Linked DNA regions of Gossypium arboreum: region 2 is linked to region 1. The links are chromatin contacts, called in public Hi-C maps. All regions are on one chromosome and are shown on one strand. Each heading gives the region's core, a stretch centred on a gene start, on an enhancer-like site or on the middle of the called end of the contact. The rest is flanking DNA. Distances are from core to core; before and after follow the strand shown.

Region 1 (7,387 bases), core at 3,018-5,517:
CTAAAAAAATAGTGTTCATATTTTAGGGACACTCTACTGAATTTTGAGGCTAAATTGCTAAGAAGGTAGTTGTTTTCTCCATTCATCTTTTTAGTCAAAAGCTTTTGTTTCATGAGTGATTTATATTCAAATCGTGACATGATATAATACGTGGTAGTCTAGTGTATGCTCCATTGAGGTTTTCAAGTATAAAATCATGTGATAATATGAATTCCCTAGAAAACATTTGGGCTGCAAATTGAATAATTGTAAAAAAAAAATGAGTTTAGAAGAGAGATAACCTAGGTATATTCAGAAGAAATCTACTATAGTTTTAATTGCTGAAATATTTAGGAACTTTTACCTTTAAGAAACATTTTCTTCAATTCATTTGCTAAATAAGTTTACAAGAACTGTAAGCAATTTTTCTTTGTTTTAGTAAAAGATTGTTGAGAATAGAGGTACACAGTATGCTCATTATGATTTGGTAGTATAATTGGTGACTGATTGTTTTGTCAATTCCTTGCATTCATGCACATTTATACATTGTTTACTTGAGGACAAGCAATAATTCAGGTTCGAGGGTGTGATAACTCTTGAAAAGAGTTATATTTTAGGCCTTTAAATGGAATTATTTATTTGTAATCAAGTAAATACATCTGTATTTTTAGGATAACTTTAAAACATTGCATAATAAAGCTTGGATTGAGCTCTAATGGTTATCATTTATTACTTTTATTACATGGGGAAGGAAAAGTTGTAGTTGTCATTGGACACAGGTGTAGGTATAAGAAGAGGATGAAGAGGATGTAGAAGGAAAATAAGGGAAGTGAAACATTGTCGTGGCAAATGGTGAGATTGATGGTCAACATAATTGCCATGGCAATTCCAAGAAGATGACTCAGCACTCTATCCACGTCACTCTAAGCCAATTAGACGTGTACAAGAAAAACCACCATGAAAAAGAGGAGAAATAAATGTGTGTTGAGAAGGACAGATACATCTAATAAAAGAATGAGAGAGAAAAAGAAAAAGAATTAGAGGGAATTAGCGTGAGAAATAGACTTGTGACAACAATTTTCTCTCTGCGAAAAGAAGAACTCCATTGCAAAATTCCAGAGAAAGAGAGGGTAGCAGCTTAAAAGAGAGCAGAACACAGACGTGAGGAAGGGGAAAAGAAATCTATCCTGGATTCACGAGCAATCTAAAGATAAAAGAGAAGCTGGAGTGTGGTGAGGATTCTTGTAGTTCTGCCTTTATTTTCTAGATTGACATTTATGTGTTTCAAAAAATTATTTGACAAATGTTGATGAATGATTTTATTTTGATGTTTACTTTTCCACCCATGAACTAAATCTTTTCTAGGTTAGAGTTTTTTGAGTGAAAGTTTTATCATCTTTAGTGCCCATGATTTGAGATTATCTATATAACTATTTCATTCTTTTTAAAATGTTTTAAATACATGCATGCAAGCTTTAGAATTAGTTGAATGTAGGTTGTGTTCTTAGGTGCATTTAATTCTAAAAAGGTTAAGTATACTGGATCTTAAATCGTTTGATATAAGCAAATACTCGACAGAATATTCGTAGCACTCTAAACATAGATGTTGCGAGCTGTACAGAGAGTAATGTTCATTGTAGTTACCAATCCCAAGTTCTGTAGACGTACATGAACTTTGTTTTTAGGTTAAGATATAGCTATCAAAATAGGCAAGTCACAGTAGCGAATCTTTAAGCAGTAGGTAGACAATATTTTTCCATGACATTATTTTGATATGAACATTTCACTTGAATAATTCCAACCCTATTCATTCAACAACAGAAATTCTCTTGATATTCTCTGTGATTTGCCACATCATTTTATTTGCCATATCAATTCTTTGTTTGTTATATTTAATTTCAGTAATTCATTATTCAAGCTTCTTATTCACTCTGAGATTAGTCCTTGATATTTTGGTATAGTTAACAGAAATATCATAACGTACTCAATTTCTTATCAGTTTTCGATCCCTGTGGAAACAATATTTACTTATCACTTTATTACTTGAATGACGTGTACACTTGCACAATTGAATTAGTTATTTTACACGCAATAAATGTTATCAGAAACTCTCCATTTACTTTTGAAAAATTTTAAGAAAGCTGGATGCTCAACCCAACTTGCTAAGAACTTGAAAGGACGTCTATTGGACAAATGAGTCTCAAGCAACAAGAACAAGTATAAAGGTCTATGATCAGATATAAGACAGAGCAAATGAGTCACCATTGAGTTTGAAAAGGTGAAATTTCATGCATTATTACAAATGGCCTTGTCCAAACGTTCCACCATACCCCCTTTCGGCCAAGTGAATTGCGGTCTCTTAAAATCCAAATCATGCAACTGAGCTGACTCCATAAAATCTCCAAAAAGAGAACACATTTTCCCTACAATCTGCCCTCTTCTCTTTTCATTAGAGGAAAAAAAAGTGTTAAAGTCAACAATCGCCATCTACAGAGAATCATCCATCGGAATCGTACTATGCAAAGCCCCTATAGATGTCTTCTTTTACAACTATCAGGGCTACCATAAATAAAGGTGGTGAAAAAAGAATGTTTGAAGTTACTCCCAAAAACCTTAACAAGGAGAAATTGGGAATGACTTTTGATAATCTCAACACAAAAAGAATCCCTTAAAACAATCCAAATACCACTCGAAAACCCTATTGCTTCCACACGATTAGAATGTTGAAACCCGAGCTTCGAGATAATTGAATCGACTTTTTCACCACTATCCCTCATTTCTAAAAGGTCAATTAAATCCGGTCTGTGTTCACGGTTATATTCACGAAAAACATGGAGAAACTTTAAATTAGCACAACCTTGACAATTCCAAGATAAAATAGTAAAATTTATAAATTAAATTAAAAAATTAGAGAAATAACCGACCACTAGAGCAAAACAGATGTACGGTCATCACCATCTTGAATGCCAGACTTATCTACTGAGGAAACCATTTGATCACTGAAGAGCTTAACCATAGAATTCATGGCTTCCGGTAGTTGAACACAAGAATTATTGGCAAGTTTAAAATGACGCTCTCGTCCACAAATAGTCTTATTCAATGCCTTTTCCGGTCATCCATGTCCACTTTTAATCCCAAAACCTTACCCTTTAGAAGAAATACGAGGGCTTTCATAGGCCACTGTTCCCTCATTGGCTCTTTTAGAATTTAATTGTAGGTCACTGTTCTCTTTAAAAATCACAGCAGAAATTTAGGGTCGAATAAATTGGGAATTAAAGTTACCACGGATTCTAAAGAACCTTCGAGCATTGGATTAAAATGCAAGATAGGAGTTCCATCAAGTTTTACCTAGCCTGTTCTAGGAGTTTTGGCCTGCTCCAAACCCACCACTTTAGGTTAACAATTAAATCCTGCTCCTGCTCCAAGCCCGCATCGTTTTGTCCAAAAACTAAATCTCTTTTTTCCTCCAAGCCCGCTGCTTTCTGTCCAGCCCACCCTAGGTGTTGCTGGCCCTCCGCCTGTTCTGGCGCAGCGTCCAGGCCCCCTAGCGCTGCAGACCTCACTAATCCCTGTTTATTAATGTCTGTCCCAGGCTAGTCGGCTTCACTGACTTTTTTGGCCCATTATTGCTGCTCTGGTCCAGCGACAACTTTCCCGTGTTTTCCTTCTCCACTGACCCAGCTTTTGATCCCCTCAAAATTGCGTTTTAATTTTTTAGCAAAATCCCTCTATAGGAAATTAATTCCCAAACTTTCGGGATTCTTCACCCTCAAATGTCGTTAAATCAATTTCCAGCGCAGCAAATTTGGAAGTCGTTTGAAATTTTTTCGGGATCTTAGCTTAATGATTCCTATTCCTAGCTTGATTGTGCCATGATTTATGTTTAACAACCATCCAAGGGTCAAAGGCTTCCCCTGTCTTTGGTAGAGCAAAGCCATTCACCGCCGAATCAGAGGCTACGCGTTGACTGCTAATTGTGATCTTACCTGTCAAAGAAAAAGGGCAAACATTTTTCAAATGTCCATATCTACCACAAGAAAAACAAACCACAGGAAGAGCCTCAAACTCTACTCTTTGTATCCTGCCATTAATCAGAACGTGTGAGGTTAATGATTTCTCTAAGTTAACGAACACCGCCATCCTAGCGAACTGATCCCTCGTCTCCTACCTGTTTTAATGTCCATTTTGGCCACTTTCCTGACCAACCCTCCGGTTTCCTCTAATACTCATTTGTTGTACAGAAATCCTGGTAATCCCTAGAATCGGATCTAGGCCAGAACCACACTAGGGAAAGGCCTGAACGGATTAAAATCAACCGTCCATCGCTGAACTGTGAGATAGTGGCCAAAAACCACCCAAGGTCCTTCTGCCAAAACCATTTCGTAATCATCTTTGTCTTGAAAACGAACCAGGTAGTATTCATTTTCCACATCCATTAATCGAAAGGGCTTAGATGGTTTCTAAAGACTCGAAATTCAGTTGAAAAATACACCATATCCAATATTACGCCCCAACAATTTTACCACCACTGTGGTTTCCATGTCTTTGACCAAAATTTTCTTAATTCTATCAGAGAAATCAATGGCAGGGATACCATTAACAGTGGATCTAAGGATGTATCCATCTTCAAAATCGAAGTCTCGTCAAAAGTCTCGCTTAGATTCATGAAGGAGACCAAAGATCTAGAACCTTTTCCCCCAAGCAATTTATCCTTCCATGTAGCACCACTCACCAGGGCCATGTCCACCACCATGTTTTCTACTGGATTTTCATCAATATCGTTGAATCTTACTTTTTTGGTGTTACGGTCTTCGTTAGAACCATCGCCGTCACTCAGGGAATTACCAGACTATTATGACTCTTTTTTACCTTTTAAATTTGTATAAATTTAGCAAACTATTAAAATTATTTTCTCCTTCTTGAATTATTAAGACTCCTCACTTTTAAAAATTTATATTAAATTTATAATTTTATCAAATCAATTTATACTTTTTGATTAACACGTGTAGATATCATTTTATAAAGAACATTTTTATATAATTTTAATTTAATTTAATTATTTTATATTATTTAAGTAAGGTTATAATTAAAAATTATCTATGCAAAGAATTTACTTTCCTTTCTACACACTAATCAAACAAGAAATAAAATTTGTTTATCTTTGTTTTATTATTAATTATCCAAATATAGGATTAAATAAGAATATTACTATTGATTATTTATTAATAAATTTTATTTAAATTTAATCGGTTAAGTTAATAGAATATGATGAAAAAAATAAAAGATCTGATAAAGTATATTGATTTCTTCAAAATTTACTAATTTACGTTATTTTTGGAGAGAAAAAGGAAAACACGTTTTAGAAGGAGCGCTTTTGCTGCCACATAAGCGGAAACGCACTTTGTAGAACGTGTTTTCAGAAGAGAGAATAAAAACATTCCCGGTAGGGCGCGTTTTCCTTCCAATAGTAACTTTTCTAACGACTATAAGGACTCCAACAACCATAAAATTCCTTATATAAACCCCTCTAAACTTTATCATTTTCAACCAAATACTTAATACTCATTCTTCCATCTTATGTTATCAATCCTCAATTTTCAATCCTCAATTTTTTATCCTCATTTATTATTTTTTAATTTTTTCTCTTCGATTTTATTTTATTCGTTATAATTTTTAAAAGGCAAACCAGCTTATTCGTTTAGATAACAAGTATATTTGTGGTATTCAATTACAAATGGTAAGAAAATTTATTAAATTATCTAATTTTAAATGGTTAATTATTATGTTTTTTAGATTATTAATTTTTTATGTTTTACTCATTTCGAAGATCGGATTTTGGAGACGTACATAAACAATTTAAGTGAAGGTGCACTGGATGCCATTTAAGGACACTTGCGAGATGCATGATTTTTATACGTGGCTCGCATGCTCGGGGGACTAAATTGGATCCCCCCCACTTATTAGTGCTTTGGACAAAAGATGAAGACTGGAGATACCCACATTTCATCTTCCCTGCGGCGAATGTACAATCACACTCGAGGACATTAGTTTAAAACTCAGTCTACGATTCAATATGGAAGTTGTTACAGGGCCATTTATTAGTGTTGATTCGAGTGCAACATGCGAGCAACTACCAGGGAAGGTGCTGAACAAGTTTAGGGGTAGCTAGATCAAGATGAGATGGTTTGAGGACAACTTCCAAACTATCGAGGATTCTACTAGTGACGTTGAAGAGAACGATTTGCGTGCGCATCCATCTTGTGGTTGATTGGGGGTCTGCTAATGCCAAATAAATCTTGCAATCTGATACACTTAAGGAGGCTACTATTACTAGTCGACTTGAAAGAAGTGGGAAGAATAAGTTAGGGATTAGCAGTATGTAACACCCCTAACCTATATCCGTCACCGAAATAGGGTTACGAGGCATTGCCGAACTTATACACTAACTTTTATACAAAATCGAGTCATAAATTAACGTTCCAGATCAGATCTTTTTAAATTTCACCATAAAGTCCCTAATATGGGCCTACGGGGCCCAATACATGTTTTAGAAGTGGTTCGGGACTAAACTGGCAACTTTGGAAGTTTTTCCTTGAAGATAGAGGCACATGCCCGTGTGGCCTGGGACATGGCCGTGTGGCTAGCCCGTGGGGCTCCCATGGCCGTGTGGCCAGCCCATGGGCAAATCTGACTTGCAATTTCTTAAGCATCAGAGGGGCATACAGCCTGGGCACACACCCATGTGGCTAGGCCGTGTGGTATACTGATTTTTCACCATTTTAAAGCCATTTTCACATGTTTTTGACACACAACCGTGCTTAAAACCCGTGTCCTTCACACAGCTAAGACACACGGCCGTGTCTTTTGCCCGTGTACTATCTTGACTTCACATTTAAGGATGCAGGGGACGCACGACCTAACAACACACCTATGTGCAAGCCGTGTGTCTCACACGGTCTGGTCACACGCCCGTGTGTCAAACCGTGTGGGCTATGAATGAACTTTAAAATTCAAATTTACCAACCCTGCAACTTTAAACAACAAGCAATCTAATATTCAAAATTTCAACCAATCCAAAATATGATAAACACACTTAATACTCATTAACCATCATACCAAAGATTAATTCTTAATTTTAATAACCCTTAAACAAACTACTTTGAAATTTGCACTTAAATACCATTCAATTCAATTTAAAAAGAACTATATTATAACACACACATTACATTAATTAGCTATCTATTACATTCTTCACCAACATCACTTATAAACAAAAAAACTTCAAAAATAACCTAGGTACATGCCATTTCTCAAGATTAGATACATCATCAAGTATTTGAGTTCGGGAGTGGGCTTGGAAACTGAAACGATATCTACTCCATACCTAAACTGCTCACGGAAACAAATC
Region 2 (7,387 bases), core at 2,147-4,646, 590 kb before region 1:
GATATTTATTTCATTTTCCTTTTGTCCCTACTAGTAATTAGCCATTGTTGAGTTATCAAAGCAAAGTTTCTTTTAAGGAGCTTAGAACATGAAATTGAGTAGGTAAAACACTACACAAGCCACCACTTTAATTAAAATTTCTTTACCTTATGTAGAATGTTTTCTTCTTCCAGTTCTTCTACTTTGTAAGCACTTATCTCTTATATTTTCTATTGAGATTGATGTTTGATTGCTTCTATAAGTTTATTAATAAATGAAAAAGTTTTGGTTTTCACTTTGTTCCAACTTTGATATTTGAACTATTGTAGGAACATATAATTTAGTTGATTACAAAATAAATTGTTCTAAGTTCTGTTAAAGTAAAGAATGGGACAGAATAAATTATGATAGAACAATTTTAAAATAAAGTGAAGCAAAGAGAAAAGTAAGGAGAAAATAATATGTAATATTTGTTAACGCAATTCGAATTCTTTAATATGTGAAGCCTTGCTTAGAGAATATTTTATTCCATAATTCGTCCAAATCAACTATTAGCTAAAGTCCAAACTACCCTTACACCAATGAATATTTGCAGCCCCAATATTAAACTCAAATGGTTACAAACCACTCTCCCAAAATCTCCCCACATACAAACAATAAAACTCTCTCCAATAAATACCTAAAATAGTGTCACTAATTTACCCAATTAAAATAGCAAAATACAAAAACTAAAGACACTCAACAAACTGTCCAACAATATCCCCATCGAGCTGCAGGCAATGAACAGCATGATCTGCAGCCACAAGATAAAGCTTTATCCCTTTAGTCAAATGCTGAAATTATTTGCACAAATTCTCTAATAAATAATCTCATTAATCCATCATTAAAACAACCTCATATCACTTAAAAGATAAGGATAAAGATAGTCTCTCTAAGCACTTCAAACTTCTCCTAGGCTATCAAATGGATGAGGATAATTAATTTATTTTGTAGGACAAAATTTCTTCCTCATTTGCTGCTCAACAAATTTAAATCATAAGTTATATGATTTAAAAAATCAAACATGCCAACTCAAAAATTTTAACTACACCAAGATTATTGTTTTATCTACTGTTCGACTATGAGGTGAAACATAAATTTAAAATTAATATTGTTTTATGAATAAGGATGAATTAACTTCATGAGGTTGGCATGTTTTTCATATTGAAAGAAGGCTTGACGATGCAATCTATAAGTAGCCATTAGTCCGAGACCAGTGTTTTTTACTCGGGATTTATCATTTATATACAAATGGTTGAATAAAAAAGAGTTGGTTTGTTTTTGCCTACTGTTCAAATTAGAATATCAATTTGGTAGCTTGTTAAATTCGAATTACCAATTGGTTTTTGAACATGACTTAACACAAATTTATCTAAATTAATAAAATATTTAAATTTAAGCTTCATAGATAGTAAAACATACTTATTCGGCCTTTGGACGGACATTGAAGGAGTGGTAGTTGGAATGAAAAAGAAATTATGTTGATTAGTCCTCAGTTCACATGAATTCCAACTTTAATCTTTTAAATAACCTCTACAATAATGTAGAAAAATACATAATTTGTCATTTAATTGAAACAAGGTATCTCTGCATGGATGTTATTGTTTACTTTGAGGGGGAAATTAGTTTCATTCTGTATTGAAATGGTCAATTAGCCATCATAATCATTGGTTGCTGAAATGATTGGAGGAAACTTTCTAAATTGGACATGTTGGATCATTTACAAACAAATGTATAATCCATGTAACGAATGCCCATGTTACTCAAATTGACCAAGCAGGCAAAGGATTTTATTACTCTCCAACTCCCAACCGTCTTAACATTTATATATGAATAGATAATAAATTTAAGTTGTTCCTTGGGGGGGCTTCAAATATTAGCCTAACCCCCCCCCCCCCCCCCCAAAGTCAAGGAGACAAAGAAGGTGACTATCACATGGCGTAGTTAACACATAAAACCAAAAGAAAAAAAAAATCTTTGTATTTATTAATTAATTTTTGGGGTTAGGGAACTTGCAAGAATCCTCGAAGTCATTCTTAATTTCCCCCATAAAAAACAAGCAATTCTTAATTTGTATATTACCAAAAGATAAAAAGGAACAAATTCTGATGAAGTGGGCGCCATACACCTTAATTCTTCTCCCATCACCATGTGAGCTCCGACCATTTCAAGTCACAAACGGGTAAGGATCATTTTAAATCTCAATAACAAGTGTTCATTATATTTATAGATGGCACATTGTGATACATATTCATTTATGAATATTATTTGACAGATTCTAGATTTTAAGGTATGATAAAAATAAAAATTAAGTGTTGTATATATGAAAGTTTTAAAGTTTATTTTCAGAGTTAAAATATTCAACTTGCAACGTATTAAATGATATATATATATATATATATATATATATATATATATATATATATATATATATATATATATATATATATATATATATATGGATAATTATTTTATTCATTGCTGGTAAAATTAAAAAATATTTATAAGCAGGATTGTAGAAGATTTGAATTACATTATAATTTTTGAGAGGTTAAACATAATTTTATCATATACAATATATAGCTTTATTATTTTTGTATGGAATAAAATATTTTATTTTTAAAGATAAAATGTAATGCTATCATGTATTAACTAATAGTTTCATCATATATGACTTGCCCTCTTAAATTCACTTCTAGATGAATGAATAGTTTCATCATATATGATTTGCCCTCTTGAATTTACCTCTAATTGAATGAATAGGATTAACGACCCAAAATATTTTAAGTTTATTTAGTACACATATTAAAACTTGTTAAAAGTAAATTTTATTAATCACAATACAAAGTATAGGAATTTTATAAACTTAGTCCACTTTGCATTTTATTATTGGAGATGGAGTAGAGGAAATTAGATGCTCTTTCTAATAATTTTAGATTAAATATAATCATCAATATTTTTTATGAGAGATAATTAATAAATTTATTGTTTAGGCCATTAATAAGGTAAGCAACATAATTTTCACATAATTTGAAGTGCAATTCTTTTATCAAATTAAATGTACATTTTCATCAAAATTGGTTTTGAGTATTTTAAAATTTTAAAGTTAATTAATATTTGATTGATAAAAATATATTTTATAGACAAAAACAAAAGATGGAGTATATACATGTATTGAAGAGGGTGATAGACTGTAGAGACGGATATATATTGAGGTTGAAACTATAGTTAATTTGTAAACAAATTATAAAAGAAAGCATGCAAAAGATAAGTATTGTCATGTTTTTAATGAAATGTAAATATGGGTGCAGGAAGTGGATTGCCGGTCAAATATATGGGCTACGAATTTTATAGTGTGGACGTATGAAATTATTGCTCACTATTTATTATGGTAGCTGAAATAAATATATAAATAAGAAGGCAGCGGATAACGTTGACTTTTGACTCTTGAACCCCTTCAGTCACATTCACTACAAATCATTTTTTACATTTCGAAGTATGAAAACGAGCACGTTTTTATTTTTCATAAACACCACCATGTCTTTATTAAAAACTCATTTCTATACCTATATAACATTTAATTAAATTAGCATCTTTATCATTTTCTTTCTAATTATAAATATAAAATTATTTTAAATATCTTTTATCTAAAATAACTTTCAATAGTATCTTCTCTTTATTCTTTCTTTCATTCAATTTGCGAAGTTAGAAATATCAAATGCAATAGTCTTCACATGCAATCACTTTTTAATGCTTAAGTTAAAAATGGTAAAAACACGAAAATATTAGAGTCTGTAGTAAAGACTAAGGTTGTCGGTGTTGGTCTTATCAACCCAACCATTGTTGGGTTTATAAATAGTTATTTTTATCTTCTTTTGAGTTTTAATTAGGTATGTGAGATAAACAATGTGATAAAAGAAAAAAAAGATTAAATCAAAAGAGATTAAATAAAAACATGATTTAAATTTATGGTGTTTTTACATACTTGGTTGATAAGAAAATGAGCAAAGTTGATGAGAAAAAATAAATATAATTATAAAATAAATAAATAAAAATGATAAAAATTTTAAAAAGTAAATATAAAAATATTTTTAAGTTTTTAAAATATATTTTAGAATTTTAGAATTATAACTAAAATGATAAATTTTGTAAACATTAAAGGTTAAATTTGTTGAATTAATTAGATTTAAGGTTAAATTGATAGAATATATAAATATTGGAAGACTAAATGTGTTATTAGGCCAATAAAAAAGCCTATGTTAGACTTTCGCTACTAAGTTAATAATAAGAGTGGCTAAAATATTTAATTTCGAAAAGTAGGGTGATTAAATAAAAAAGTAATAGTTTAGTGATCAGAATAGAATAAATTAAATAATTGGAAGGTTGCTCTTGTACTTTACACAAAGAGTTATTTAAAATTGGCTTCAGGGTGAAAAAAACCCTCAAAATTAAAAAAAAGAAGCCCTTTTTTTTTTTTTTTTTGCACTTGGATACTTGAACTTTTAAAAATGCATAAAAAAAATTCAATTGAGTGCAAAAAGAAAAAAACCCACGTAATTGTTTTTTTAAAAAAAAAGTTTAAGGGCTCTTTACATTAACTACTATTCACTCATTTTTTATTTGATTTGAGAAAAATAGATTGAATCACATTAACTACTATTCACTAATGTTTTGATCTGATTATTTTACTAATTAATATTTCTTTAATTAATATTATGTTTAAAGTGAGCATTTAGTATATTAGTTGTGTACGCATTTTATTCTACAAACTGTTTTAAAATTTGATATATGTACCTTTTTTTTAAATATTTATTTTTAATATTTAATTATACTAATATAAGAGATTTGTCAGTCTCTTAACTTTATTTATAAAGTTTAAAACTTCATTAATATTATATCAAATAATTTCTCTTATATAGTTATATTTACATAATTCGTATAAGACAATATCACCTTAATATATATACTTACGCTAGAATAAATTTAGAGACGTAGATACGAATTCATAATGATTTGATAACTTTTGTTGTTATTAAATCAAGACCCCATCCACTTAAGTCTCTATATATAACACTATTAATTACCTCAATTTAAAACAAAATTTAGGCCAAAGATGTTTTGCGTTTTTTGGCAAAGTTGAAGATTTGGGACTTTGATCATCTAGTTTTAGTCCTATTATCTCGTTGAATATGAGTTTAAATTTTACTATATGTGGTTATGTTTATATTTATTCCAATTTAAGTTTAGATATATTTTAATTTATAAATTTATTATATTTTATATTGAGTTTATTATGATTCTAGTTAATTAAACATAAATTACTTGTGATTTGTATTATATTTGTAAATTCTAAAAATTTAAATAAATTAATAACATGACATAATTAAGACAATTAAAATTCTTATCGACACTTAGTTGATGAGAATCCAAACCCTATAATTTCCTCACTTTTATTTCAATATTGTAATGATAAAATTGGAAAAAAAAAAAACATGAATATGAACGAGTATATTATATTAAATATGATTGGATACATGAGTGATTTATATGCATGTTAGACCTATTCATGGGTCGGGTCACCCGACTAGGCTCAAAGACTCACTCAAAATGTAGGAGGGTTTGGAGAAAAATATAGGCCTGAAAAATGGTCTTGGACAAAAAAATAAGGCCCGTTTAAAAAATGATCGGGGCCTCGGTAAGACATTTTTGGCCTGGCCCGGCCCGAATTTACTAAATGACAAAAAAATATTTTTAATATTATTTTCTTATTGTTTTCTCCTTTTTGCTACATTTTACTATTATGTTGTTATTATTTGAATATTGTATAAAATTTATTTTTATTAATTTTGTTATTATTTTAAAGACAATTTGTTAATTTTGTTATTATTTTAAAAGCATTTGTTTGTTAAGTTGCATCTACCCTAGTGTTATTTAAGTATACATATTTTTAAAATTTATTTTCAATTTGTTGGGAAATATTTATTTTGATGTTTTTAGTATTTTTATGTATTATATATAATTTAAAATTATATAAAAATAATATAAAATTAATATGGACAGGCCGAGACGGGCCGGGTCTTAACATTTTTATTCGGGTTGGACTTAGGCAAAATTTTAGGCCTATTTTTCGGGCCGGACCAAGCCCGAACCTAACAAACGGATATAGAATTTTAGTTGAACCCGACCCAAACCCGACCTAAACCCGGCCTGACCCGACCATACACACCTCTATGTTGGAGATATAAATAAATAAATTAATGATCCTCAATACTTATTTCTCTGAAATAAGATCCTCTATACTTTAAAATTAGCTTTTAATGCCAGATATGGTAATTAAATGTGGTGTGGTCGATGCTTGGAGTCAGAGTCAAGTTTGAAGATATATAATTGGTTGGAGCTTTCCTTTTACGTGGCAATGCTGCGTACCGAGTCTCCTCTCTTCCATACTCTATTTATGGCATCTATGTTTGAGCAGGTTTTCTTTTGAAAAAAAAAATTGATAGTTATTTGAATTGAATTTTATTTTTATTTATAATTTATTTTGATTTCTTATGCCGTAAAAGGTATTTCATATTTGAAATAAATTTTTTAAAATATTACATAAAGTTTTTTCAAAAGTAGATTGTATTTTATCCATTCTATTTTAAAAATAAATAAATTAATCATTATACATTAGATCAAAAGTGTTAAAATATTACGTTGATAAGATATTAAGCTCCTATAACCTCTTGTATCTAATGTTAAAGCTCTAGAGAATACATCAATTTTTTTTATTGCGGTAAAGAAAAGATGTTTTAAGTTACATTGTGTATACATTTATACTTTTCATTAAGTGCTACTAACCACCTGATTACTAACTACTAACAAATTAATTGCTATCACTAACAATCTAACTAAGTACTAGCATCTCTTTTACACTCCCCCTCAAGTTGGAGGGTGATATAAGTCCTTGATCCTCAACTTGGACACTAAATACTCATGTTGTTAAATTCCGAGAGCTTTAGTCATTATATCAACAATCTATTCATCAGTTCGCACGTACTTTGGTTGAATCAACCCTTTTCTCGATTTTTCTCTTACAAGTGACAATATATTTCTATGTGTTTAGTCCATTCATGAAACACGGGATTTGCTGCAATTTGAAGTACAGCTTGACTATCAGAAAATAGCAATGCTGGTCCAAGGCTGTCCATACAAATCTCTTTTAATAAACTAGACAACCAAACAACCTCCGTAATAGTTGATGCCATACTTCTATATTCAGCCTTAGCTGATGATCGAGATACGGTGCTTTGCTTCTTCAACTTCCATGAAATAAGAGACTTTCCAAGCTTAATGCAATAACCGATGATAGACTTTCTCAACATGG

The links. Hi-C and Micro-C count contacts between places; a contact is called where the count stands out from the background.
Region 2: a Hi-C map of leaf shows a contact between it and region 1, with 5 times the contacts expected there. The contact joins two enhancer-like sites. A contact is called at or near these places in 2 of 5 Hi-C or Micro-C datasets (both in leaf).

What each region holds. Positions count from the first base shown.
Region 1 is chr2:85,738,986-85,746,372 of ASM2569848v2, reverse strand. No RefSeq gene overlaps it. Among protein-coding and RNA genes, the nearest start is that of LOC128289669, 57 kb to the left of the region's middle. Within about 2 kb of position 4,267, at least 2 of the 2 cell types and tissues checked have an H3K27ac peak or open chromatin away from gene starts, as enhancers often do. A contact at or near this core is called in leaf, where this site is marked.
Region 2 is chr2:86,324,775-86,332,161 of ASM2569848v2, reverse strand. No RefSeq gene overlaps it. Among protein-coding and RNA genes, the nearest start is that of LOC108466699, 22 kb to the right of the region's middle. Within about 2 kb of position 3,396, at least 1 of the 2 cell types and tissues checked has an H3K27ac peak or open chromatin away from gene starts, as enhancers often do. A contact at or near this core is called in leaf, where this site is marked.